Linked DNA regions of Xenopus laevis: region 1 is linked to region 2. A link is a contact called in public Hi-C data. All regions are on one chromosome and are shown on one strand. Each heading gives the region's core, a stretch centred on a gene start, on an enhancer-like site or on the middle of the called end of the contact. The rest is flanking DNA. Distances are from core to core; before and after follow the strand shown. Region 1 has its middle 99 kb from the start of plpp3.S. Region 2 holds the start of plpp3.S (phospholipid phosphatase 3 S homeolog).

Region 1 (5,949 bases), core at 2,317-4,816, 100 kb after region 2:
ATAGCAAACAATTGATTGGAAGAGTCATAAGTGTGCTGGTCATGGAAACTGTGGTCCTGAATCACAAGTAAACCAAGCATTATGGACCATGAGACTGTACTTGCAATTTATAGCCATGACAGAGCCCAAGCTAAATGAAATTCAGGGCTTGTTAACTAATGGCTAGTAGACCAGTCCCAAAAACAGAGATTAAAATAAAAAGTATTGAGATATATTGCAAATTACAGGTGTAGGATCTATTATCAAAAAAGTGAAACCCAGGACAGTGCATGCTGGCAAAGGGTGCATGACAGGGGCGGGACAAAGCTGCCTGGCAGGGGATTAGCAATGGTTTTAGTGACGTAGTTGGGGGGGTGGAGTTGTAAAGGGATGTATAGCACTAACTGCTAAGGAGGGCATCCATTTTGGAAGAAGAAAAGGAGTCCCACCATCCCTCCCTTGTATTAACCCTTTGTGCTAGTTGTCACAATTGTGGCCTGGGTTAGTGGGGCACAGGATAAGTTGATGTGGAATGGTGAGTATTGGGCTGACTAACCAAGAGGTGATGAGAGGGAATAGCCCGTTGTCACAGCTGGGCGGCGGGTCCCTGGCAATGGGGAGAGTTAATTAAGTGGCGTTTTTTACCAAGTCCCAAGTTGGTTAATGGAACTTGGTTGGTGGTGTTCCTCTCTAAACCTGGCCATAGATGCAAAGATCCGATTGTACAAATCATCGTACGATCGGACTTTCCCATCTCCCAACCCGCCACTAACCATTCAGATCAAAGTCTTACCAGTCAGATTAGTTAAAGAACAGATCAGCAATGTTCGCCCCTGACCGCAATCGTACGATATCTATGTCCAACCAAAGCTTGACAGTCTCCCACTGAAAATCGTACGATCGGCAATACACGCAGAGATATTATCGGCAGCCGACAGAAATCTTTTAACCTGTCCAAACGACCGATCTCCGCCTGACGAAAAATGTCGGGACTCTCCACACACGGTTCGAAAATCGCACGAATCCTCGATTCGTACGATCAGATCTTTGCGTCTATGGCCAGCTTAAGAGCGGTGGTCTCTGGGAGGGTATGTTGTATTGGTGTTAGCATGCAGTCCTGCGTACCCATCATGCTAGAAGGCACAAGCGGCTGGTGGCTTATACGATTGCATGCACCTAATTGGGTCCATTGCCAGGGGCATTGCAGAGGATTAAAAAGTTTATGGTATATCACTGTTCATATTTGTATGTTTGTAATGTTGTTAATATAACTGTTATTGATATATGTGTTATCTATTGTTGAATAATATTTTGTGCAATAAAGCTGTGGACAAAAAGACTCCAACAAATAAAATGTATGGTGAGTGAGTTGGTTATTCCTAGGCCAGTTTGGGGGAAAAAGGCAGGTAATTGTCCCTGCCCATGTCATGCTTGGAGCCTGGGCTTTTCTGTATAAGGGATTTTGATCACCATACGTTAAACATTAAATAAATCCAATAGGAATGTTTTGTCCCCCAATAAAGATTCATGCAGCTTAGTTACCATCAAGTACAAGCTACTATTTTATTATTACAGAGAGAAAGAAAATAATTTTTAAAAATTAGAATTGTATAATTAGAATAATGGGAGACACCTTACAGTAATTCTGAGCTTTCTGGACAATTGGTTACAGGCTATTTATTATTTATTCAGCTTATATATTGGTGTTTTAATTATATATTTTATTTGTAGATTATTTCTTTTTTTGCATCTGGGACAGGCATATTACAGTTACGGGCCTATTTACTATTACTCAAAGTTTTTTTATCTTTAAGGAAACCACACATGAGTTTCCTAACTCACGAGTTTGAGGTTAAAAAACCTTGGCAATTTCTTTAATTTTACCCGAATGGGCTTTTGTAGCAAAGAAAAATGTCAGCATTTAAAAGCTGCCAATGTTTTCTTTTTTTCTTCATTCCAAAGAAACTGTTAAATCTTCACTGTACTCACTAATTTTATCTTACTTGGTACTTGGTGATTGTTTGGAAATATAGCAAAGCATGCTGGAGTGTAAATATACTTATTTTGATACTTTTTGTGACCCTTTCTATAATACTTCTCTATGTGTGTTTGTACAGATACATCAAATATTTACCAGTTTATCTGTTTTGCAGGAAAGAAACATAGCTGTGATGTTCATGTGAGCTATTTACCAGGAATTCTATTTTAGTTTCAGTTTTTGACTAAAGTAGTGCGTTCCCTTGAGAATAAAAATGAATAGCCTTTTCAGTCAACAAACCTTAAGCTAGGTATTCTCAGTCCGGACATAAATAAACAGTTTGGTGTTAGCTAATATAAACAAGAAACTCAACAGGCTCCTGGCCTCTTCAGCATTTAAAATTATTAGTAATGTTATTTTGAGGTCCAACCTGGCTTTTTGGTTATAAAGTTATGAAATAAAACGTATTATTACATATTGATAAATAACAAGAAAGCCTGGTCATTATAGGGATACTAGGGCTTTTATACAAAGTTGTAAATTTTCTTTCCCTGTGTAACTTTTTTTTTAAATTATTATTTATAAGGTTAAATGTTTTTTCAAACATATTGTGAATATAGTAAAGCATGTTAGTTGTAACAAATTAATACAAAATATCTACATTTGTCTAATATAGAAACAAAGAAACACTGATCAATTTCTCCTCCATCTAATAGGTGGGTTAGTATTGGCATGGGTTGTGAAGGGGCTTTCCACTAATGTGTGTTGAGACTGGGGAGGACTAGGGTGAAAGCCAACTAAGGTAGGAATGGGGGGTGGGGGGAATGACATGGCTCCCAACGCCTTTGGGGATAGGTTCATGTTGGGCCCAGTTTTTCTATCTTTAACTTCATCCAGACCCTCGACCACAAGGTACTCTGACAATTACTTTACAACAATAGTCTAATAAGTCTAATAAATCTAATAAGATGCATAGAAAATCGTAAGAAATCCCAATTTCCGATTAGATCGCTGATGACTTCATAAAGTGTTACAGTGGGTGAGGGAGATAATAACAATCAAACGAAGGAGCGAAAACACAATCATTTTAAAGTATACAAATGTTAAGAATCCAAATGAGACAGAAAATAACCGTGCTATTAAAGCTGGTAGAAAAAATAAAGATTGTGTGATCTAATGAGCACTGAGGTAATGGGTTGTACTAGAAACATCTGCACTCTTGTTATATTACTTGCAGTGCTTCCACCTACAATAAATCTTGATGATTTGTTGTCCTGTGTTACCCTGAAATAAAATAAATAACCCTGTTCCTTGTTAAATAATAAAACTTGTGGAGGAAAGTATTATTATATAATACTGAGTGCATGGAGTTAAAATTAGTGAAATGATTCATGAAAGGGAATGCGTTCATATTTGGGAACCTAATACTACTTTTCAGCCACTGACACTTTCCAACGCCGGGCCAAGCTGACCAGCTCCCTAGGCAACCCGGCCGGCCAAGTTGCTACCATCTAGTCGCACGCTCATGTGTATGCGCATATATGGAGACGAGCTCATGCATGTTTGCTCAGGGCTGCATACTGTATGAATGCTTGGGGGAGAGAAACTGCACAGTAAGGGGGCACTGGCCAGGCTAGGGGTAGGATACGTGTAGGTACGTGCCTGGTGCCCCCCAAGCATTGTGCCCTAGACACTTGCCTCTTCTGCAAACCCCTAATTCGGGCCCTGCCAGCATCTGATGGAATAATTTTGCCTTCCTTTGCTCTTTATAGTTGAAAAAAAAACCTGCCATAAGGAAAACCATGTGCCAATAATTAAAATGCAAATGCTAGTTCAGAAAAGAAATAGGATACGGCAAGTAGCAAACAATGCATAATTATATGATGATACAAAGGAGACTATAAGCTAAACTGAGATTATAAAATGATATAAACAAGTATGTATATGTGGTATGTATAGTGAGAATTGTCATTAATGAAATTTCTTTGCAGTATTGGCAAAGTAATAATTAGAGCACTCTGCTATTCTATTTATTGATCTAATATACATATGAAGAGACACACAAAGATAGGTAACTCCCTGTCTCTTATGCAACAACATGCTCATTGGATACAAGGTTGATTAGTATGCACTATATCTAAAGTATAACTCTTTCTCTTTATTTGTGATGACATTTTAAGTGCATGGTCACATCTTTGAGACTCTCCAAATGGTTCAATGGATCACATATACTATTTAGTTAATTAGTTAGTTATTTAGTTCATCATTTGTTATAGTAGGATTGCCATCTCTCTTATACTATGTGCCCCCTTATTCGCCTCCAAGGACCCCATTCTAATCACGCAGCCCTATCTGTACTAGTTTCTCCATACTGCTAACTCATACCACTTGCCTAGTTTAAACTCTCCTCCAGCCTCTTGGTCATATTTTCCCCCAGCAGATCTGAATCACTTCCATTAGGGTACAATCCATTACAGCTAAAGAGATTGCAAAACTGACATGCAGTTGTCTTTTTTCTGTCTCGACAACTGTTATTAAAGTATATAATGCTGTTTTATATGTCTCCATTTTATCTTTTTATTTTGGAAATTTTTCTCATTTACACATTCTATCAGACTTACTAGACCCTCCAATTTTTATTTGCTTATATCCTCACTTTTCACCTTTTGCTGTAGCTTCTAAGGGGAATATGTATTAAGGTTTTAATGGTAAATTTGAATTAAAACCATTTGAGATTTTTATTTGCCTTCCTGACATTAAAAGGGGTTTTTTTCCGGAGGAAAACTCGATTCAAATTTGATTCAAATTTTCGGTAGTTCGTATTCGATCGAATATTAGACGTTCATAAATAACCTCCCATTTGAGTTGTGAGTACATTCATATTAATTATAGTTAAAAAAAAAAATCACATAATTTAGAAATTCGACTTTTGATAAATCTGCACCTAAGTGTAGGCTGTTATTCGCTCACCAAAGGCAGAATCTTGCATTCCTCCTCATACCATCTTCAATCCATTTTCACAATTACATCTGTACTCCTGTATGACCTGCACTACTGTATGTGCTTTGCCCCAGATTTTTAGTTCAACAGAAGGCACAGTGCAACATACAATGGCACCATGATACACTGATAAAATGAGTGAAATGATTCATGAAAGGAAATGCGTTCATATTTGGGAGCCCAATATTACTTTTCAGCCACTGACACTTTACATTATACGTATGACATAATTATTGCAGGCTCTACAGCAGGGCTATTAATAGGCTATATGAAGCTCAAGTTAAGCCAAGGTGAAAATATTTGTTTAACTTTAAAGAATGTATCTGTTCTTCCAGCACTTACAAACATTATTTCTTGACAAGAAATGTTCTATTTTGATTAGAAATGTTTTCATTCTATATGAATGACATTTGGCTCCTGTTTAGTTTCCTGTAGGAACTGAAACTATTGTATTCTATGCAGCTTTTGTTTTGTAATCATGGTTCCTACAGGTCTAATTCAAAATAGTTGCCTATATGCCTACACAGCAATGTATTTTTATAAACTGTAGTTGTGTTCCTCATACAAAGATACCATGTTGTAGCAGTGCAGGGTATCAGTGCATTATAATGTATAGAATTTCATATAAATCCTTTTATTGTCTGGTGTTGCTGATGCTTTAAATTCCTGGAGAACTTGCAAGGAATACTGTCATGATTTTTATGGTGTAGCTTTTGTTTGTAAATTATACTGTGTACATTACAAATAACCCAGTCTATCATATAAAATTGAACCAATAAGTGTATTATTTTTACCTGTAATATGGGTGTGTAGGCAGCCATCTCAGGTCATTGTGTCTGATCCTTTGCTTTCAAAAATAACCAGCTCTTTCTAATGTAACTTCTTTTAGATAAGCTATTGTTTCTCCTGATGAATGTAACTGTAAGAGTCGTAGTGGGATTTGAATTTTTACTAGTGAGAGGCTGCTGGGGGTGGGGTGGGAGGGGCATTAT
Region 2 (6,329 bases), core at 2,127-4,626:
AATGGCGGGGAAGCATTTGGAGATTAGTCACCTGTAGAAGAGGAGATTTATCTTGGACAACTAACCTCCTTGTGTGCCACTGCCCTAAGATACAGTGTACATTCTTATGGACAGATTAGTTTGGGTACCATGGGGGTTGGCCTGTGTATAGAGTGGAGGGGTGTGTACCCTGGAGAGACAGACTATACCTGTTTGTGATGTGGTTTTTTTTTTAATTTGTTTTATTTTTCAGTTTCACTCATTTGTTCCAGAGATGCAGGAAATAAATGAATTATTTTTAGGCCAGAAGGAGTAAGAGGTGGCACAAATTAAACCATGCCCATTTTAAGGTCTTGCTCTTTAAACACCACCTTCTTAAAAGTGTGTTTGAGGGAAAACATAGCAGCAGATTATACAATAAAAAGCAGTGGGCTTTGCCACTCCAACCACATTATACATAGAAAAATATAGATGATGGCACCACATGTTGTGGATACTGGCACTCTATTCAAATGACACAGTGCTATGGTGTAGCAGCTGGCCTTCAGTGCACCTGTACAAGACATTATATACAGTGAATGACAACAGTGAATGAAAAAAGAGTCGGGGAGCAACCCAACACACGACTGGGGGTTATTTATAAACACTGGGCACATTTGCACCTGGGCAGTAACCCATGGCAACTAATCAGATGATTGCATTCAGTGTTCACCCTACAGCTGGCTGAAAAATGTTAATCGCTGATTGGTTGCTATGGGATACTGCCCAGGTGCAAATATGCCCACTGTTTATAAATGAGGCCCACTGTGTGAGGCAGTCGATATTAGAACCCCAGGCATATTGTATACAGCAAGGGTCAGATGGTTTAACCCCCATTCTTTTTCTTTCCTCTATTTCTCCCATTGTCTTACAGTATTATTTCATGCTACCTCACCCCCAACATGTAATAATGTATGAAGCCATTTTTACACCTGATTTAAATTTTTGGCTTCCACCTTTTCTTTTACTTTTCAAGTTATTTTTTCCCCTAGTGTGCAGTTCTTATTGTCAAGTACCAACCATGCTACCCTCACTCCCATTCTTCATTTCACTAGTCACCCATTTGCCATTTCTTATCCCCCCACCTGTTTCAAAATATGCCCTTCCACCCCCTTTCCCACTATAATCTCCTCCATACTACCCATCATGCAGGGTTGCCAGGTCTAATTTGCAAACCAGCCCAAAACTAGCCAAGAGTGACTTCAAAAGTATCCCAAAAACTAACACAATATGAGCAGTGAAATAAAAAAAATCTAAAAAGAAATAAATATATGTGAAAATAAGCCTTTTTCAAATTTTCACTGATTTGCAAATTTTTCCATGAAGTAAAATGGGACAGATTCACCCGTCACCAGGTGTGTAACTACAGCAGGGGGCCCAGGAGGTATTGGGGACCCATAAGACCCTAATATATATACAATGTCCATAAATATTGGTAAAACAGGTCAACCTACAGACATTTTGGTGGCCAGTAGATTTTTGCCCCAAAATTGTCTGAAATTGAGAAAAGTCACCAGAAAATGCGAGCATACTTAAGAGTGATGGGAGACTGGGGTACAGAGGCCAAAATCTGGTAACTCCTGACTTCTACACAAATCAGTCTCATTGCATGCGTATTGTAGTCACATTAACCACAGTCCATAATATGAAACAAACACCCATTAACGATCCGATAGACAACCTTTGGAAAGAGAACTCGTTTGTTCTCTCTACTGCACAAATATATCATATAATACGAACGATCGTAAACCTAGATACCGAGGAATCTTCCTTATTTAAATGGACGGTTCTGACGCCACAGCTCCCCATCACGGATATTTTAAAGGCATATACACGCACTACTCAGTTGTTGTCATCGAGTAGGTACCAGGAAATGACACTGCAAATTCTTCACAATGCATACCTCACCCCAGCAAAACGATATAAGATGGGAAATGCCCCCTCGGATACTTGCACTCGATGCACGGCCCCTAAAGCGGATCTTCTCCACATGCTCTGGTCTTGCCCCCTAATACAAAGCTTCTGGCTGGAGATAATCTCTTATTGGTTACAAATGACGAACAAACCAATCCAACCAACACTAGAATGGGCCCTATTTAGCATCACTCAACAATACCCTACTTTAAATAGAGGGGAGAAACATTTAGCAGCTAGGCTGGCGGCAGCGTCTCGGAAAACAATTTTACACCAATGGCTGTCTACGGAAATCCCATCGACTACACTTATGAAACAGAAGCTGCACCATATCTTTCATATGGATTGGCTAGAGGCCATGACGAGAAAAGATTTACATGCGGAGAAATTTTTCTCCACTTGGACTACTTACATCACTAGTCTTCCCTCACCACTTCGATTCTTAACCACTCACACCTTCATAAACACTACATGGTATGACATGGAAATCTTGAAAGGCAACTCTTTGCTACAAGAAACAAACGACTACATCCAAAACTCACTTCGAGAAACTAGACCGCCCACGAGTTCACCCCCCAGGAGTCACCGTACTAATAGACTTTTGACGTCTTACTTAAGGTAAATACATCTAACCTGTTTCTTTAAATCCGGAAATCTGTGTTCAACCTCGGAATATTGATATATACATGCTGCAAATCCACAGCAAGTAATGTTATGCTAGCTTTGTTTTATATTTCTGTTTTCTTTTTATGTTCTATGTTTCTGTTTTCTTTTTCTCTTTGAATGTATCATATCTTATATGGCTTGCATTTTCTTTAACATTGATGACTATTACGTGGACTTATTCGGCCCACTGTTGTATGACACGATTGCAACCAAACTTTCAATAAAAACAATTTCTAAAAAAAAAACAAAAAAAAAACTGACATTGAACTTGGCAGTCGGCAAATTGTTAAACAAAAACTACATTACCCAATATGCATTGGGAGACACAGGCTTGGCACATTAGGGCAACGAAAAACTTTGACTGGTTTCCAAAGTACAAACCCTTACCTTGGCTACTTTGTACTTTCACCGTTTCATTTTGTCCTCCTTTACCTGTCATGCTGCTAGTTATCCTTTTTTCCCCCTCAGCTCCCCCCTTAGGGGCGTGGCCAAAAGCCCTAGCGTCCCGGCTGCCACAGGTTTCTGTCTGCAAGTCGTTTGCGCTCTCTGCGAACACTAGGGGCTCTCGCATTCTGTCCGGCTCAGCTCTTTTTCGCGATTTTTTTTTTTCTGGAAACAAATGTGCAGTTAATTATCATATGTATAAGTCAGTTTCAGGAAGGGGGCTGTACATGGAAATCCCATGTGAGCCAAGAGCAGGCAGTTATTTTAGGGGGTGGAAATAAAAGTGCAGAAAGGCAGCAGGCGAGCAGCACAGGCAGGAGAAGCTGAGCCTGAACTGACTGAGCCTGAACTGACTGAGCCTTTGTGCAACAGGCTGCCAGCGCTTTGTATCACCCCCCCATTCATTGACAACTTGCAACCCGACACACAGGACTGCGGCACACACATCCAATCGTAACGAATCGCAGCGACACTTTCCTGCCACTTGGACTGTGACTTGTGAAAAAGTTGTAAGGCTGAAGGACTTTGCTCCGCGCAGAGGAACTGCTGGTTACAACATCATCTACTAACAGAAGTCACCGAGTTGTGCGCAACCCTGGGCAGCCTGGATCTAAAGAAAATCGTCTCTAGCTGCTCGTCTAGCATGCAGAACTACAAGTATGACAAAGCCATGGGCCCCGACAGCAGGAACGGGGGCACCGCAACACTAAACAACAACAATGGCAGCAGCAACTGCAGGAGGGTCCTGCTCATACTCCTGGATGTCTTCTGTCTCATAGTGGGTAAGTAGCCTCTTCTGCTGCTGCTGCTGCATTTTATAGTCTACTTACTGATTTAGCTGCCATTTAGGGTGCCATTCCCAACCTGTGGCTCCCCAACTAACATCTGACAACTTTCAGCAGATCTGCCTTTACCACTGGAACCTCTACATGCAGTTTTTATATAGGTTCTACTTAAATTTATGGAGCCCTGACACTGGATATTTTGTGAACTAGACTAGTTCTTGGCATTATTAGTGGTTGAACAGCTGGAGAGCCACAGGTTGGGCATCCCATTCTGTGCATTACTCCTCTGGCAATGAACTGGGGTTAACTAGAAACATACTAGAAGTTTAGTATTCTCTAATTTAAACACTCCACCTTTTCCCCCAGTATCCAGATCAAAACATTTCTTGCTGATTGAAGACAGATCTACCCTGATGCCATACTGCAGAATAAGCAAGTAACATTTTAATAAATAGTGCTGGGACTGAAATGATCAAGCCTTTCCACTAGTCAGAGCCTGCTTCCCATTAAAGCTTGGTGAGAAGTTTGACTTGTGCATGAAAGTTGTACAGTTGCCAATATATGAGAGGAGAAAACATACAGTATCCACACCATTGCTCTGATTGATTCCGCAGTCTTATATTCCGACCCCATGATATCAGAGCGGTTTGCATCTCCTAAATTCTGCTTCAGTGTTTTTTTTTGTTATTATGGGACTCTCTCCCAACTGTTTTATATACATGTGAACAGCCATTTATGGGAACAGCCATTTGAGTCACACTTCTCAACTTGAAAGTTATCAGTAAAAAATGAAAAATGGAAAGTACCTAATAAAAACAGTGATGCTCTGGACCAGTTTATCTTGTTGCACTTAAGCCCTTGTGTATATAACTTTAATATGTAAATTGCTGTCTGGCAGATTATTTTTCTTACTATCTAAACATCCTAATTCATTATCAGTGGCCATACACCATAAACACAGAAACTTGGCCAGAGGATACAAGAGCTCAATCTTTGAAATTTCCACACAGTTACACTCCTGCTCAGGCAGTACACATACATTACTAACAAGTGTATGCAGCCTGTAGGTTTAATGCAATCTATAAATAACACAGGAACTATGTGCATGCTGATCGGTTTGTAATGCCTATCACAGTGCTGACATTCATGTTGCCATTCCAACAACCAAATTCTGAGTACTTCCTAAGCCTAGCAACCAGTTGCAGTTGTGTGGTCTGACAAAAGCAGAAAGGTCCTAATGGGCAAACTACAGGCACTCTGGTAACACAGTCATGGGCTGCATCAATTTTATTTAGAGGTGTTGTTTGTCACAAAGTCCCAAGCACCCCCCTCTATCCCGCGTTGAGTTGTTTTGGTCCCTTTCTGCACTTCGCAGTGTGTGCTGCATGAAACTTTATGTGCAGAGCTGCAAGCAAAGTGCAGATTAGGGAACTTTTCTCATAAAACCCTGGAATAGCCAATTAACCTTGTTTGTGGTTTGTGTGCATGGTCTCAGTTATGTTTTTAGTCAATTCAAAACAGCTAGAAAGGTTCTCCTTAAAAAGAACTGTTATGTTTTTTGGTGAGTCTTCAATGAAAAAGATTAACATTGTTGCTAAAAGTTTTTCCAATATTGTTTTCTGTAGCATTTGGTAATATAATTGATATAAAAGACCAAACTTTCATGTAGCTAAGCTCACCACCAAACTGACTGGCAATATTGTATTTACTATCCTAAAAAGTAATCAAGTTCGTTAGACTCTGAACTCCAGCAGTTTTGCTTGGACTACAATACCCAGCATCCTTAACAGCAATGTTGTAGCTCACAGAAGTTTGACTTTCTTAAGTCTTTGTTCTGTTGGTATTATAAAATGACTGTAACTTGATAAGCAGAGAGAAAGACGCCAGATGCATCTTCGCTTCTTTAAATACAAATATACTGTCACTGATATTTACTTTATAATACTTTCATTTATAGGGGTTTAGTCAGTTTACATTTATACTGATGCTACCTTTGCCAGTTGAAAACCTTCGGACCCTTGGCTTGTGTGCCCTCTCTTGCCATTAGCCAGGTCTTTGACCTGTAGAGGGTACTGTTTGTGCAAGGGTGTGTGTGTTAGTGTGTGTTTACACATGTACTTCATTTTTCTGAGTTTAGCTTTTTACGTCATCCAAAGTTTTTTCTTCACTTTTTTTTACTGAAGTTGTCACTGGACTGATTTCAGTTTCAGATATCAAAAGCAGAATGGATTTTGGAGACCATTGCGCAAGGGGCATCTGGTTTGTATTGTTCCATGGAACTCTGAATGGCAGAGCTAGGAATTTCAAACTCAATTAAGTTAGGCTACCTTCTACCAAGCGTGGAGAGATTGCAACTTTTCCCATCAATCGTTATGCATAAATATACTTTAAGGAAGTGTCATACAAGATTAGGTATGTGTTCCAAAGAACCATGAGGGTATTAAACAGCTGGATGAGAAGGAAGATTGCTTAAAAATATATGAAGGGCAAGTAACTGTTTTA

What was found. A called contact is a pair of places that touch in the nucleus more often than the background predicts.
Region 1: a contact with region 2 is called in a Hi-C map of the XTC cell line, with 3 times the contacts expected there. The contact joins the enhancer-like site here to the promoter of plpp3.S in region 2. A contact is called at or near these places in 2 of 4 Hi-C or Micro-C datasets (the XL177 cell line and the XTC cell line).

The regions. Positions count from the first base shown.
Region 1 is chr4S:68,167,700-68,173,648 of Xenopus_laevis_v10.1, forward strand. No RefSeq gene overlaps it. Among protein-coding and RNA genes, the nearest start is that of plpp3.S, 99 kb to the left of the region's middle. Within about 2 kb of position 3,567, at least 1 of the 7 cell types and tissues checked has an H3K27ac peak or open chromatin away from gene starts, as enhancers often do.
Region 2 is chr4S:68,068,276-68,074,604 of Xenopus_laevis_v10.1, forward strand. It overlaps plpp3.S (phospholipid phosphatase 3 S homeolog), which reads left to right and starts at 3,377. Exons shown (of 6, transcript NM_001094026.1): 1 at 3,377-3,824. The coding sequence starts at 3,686.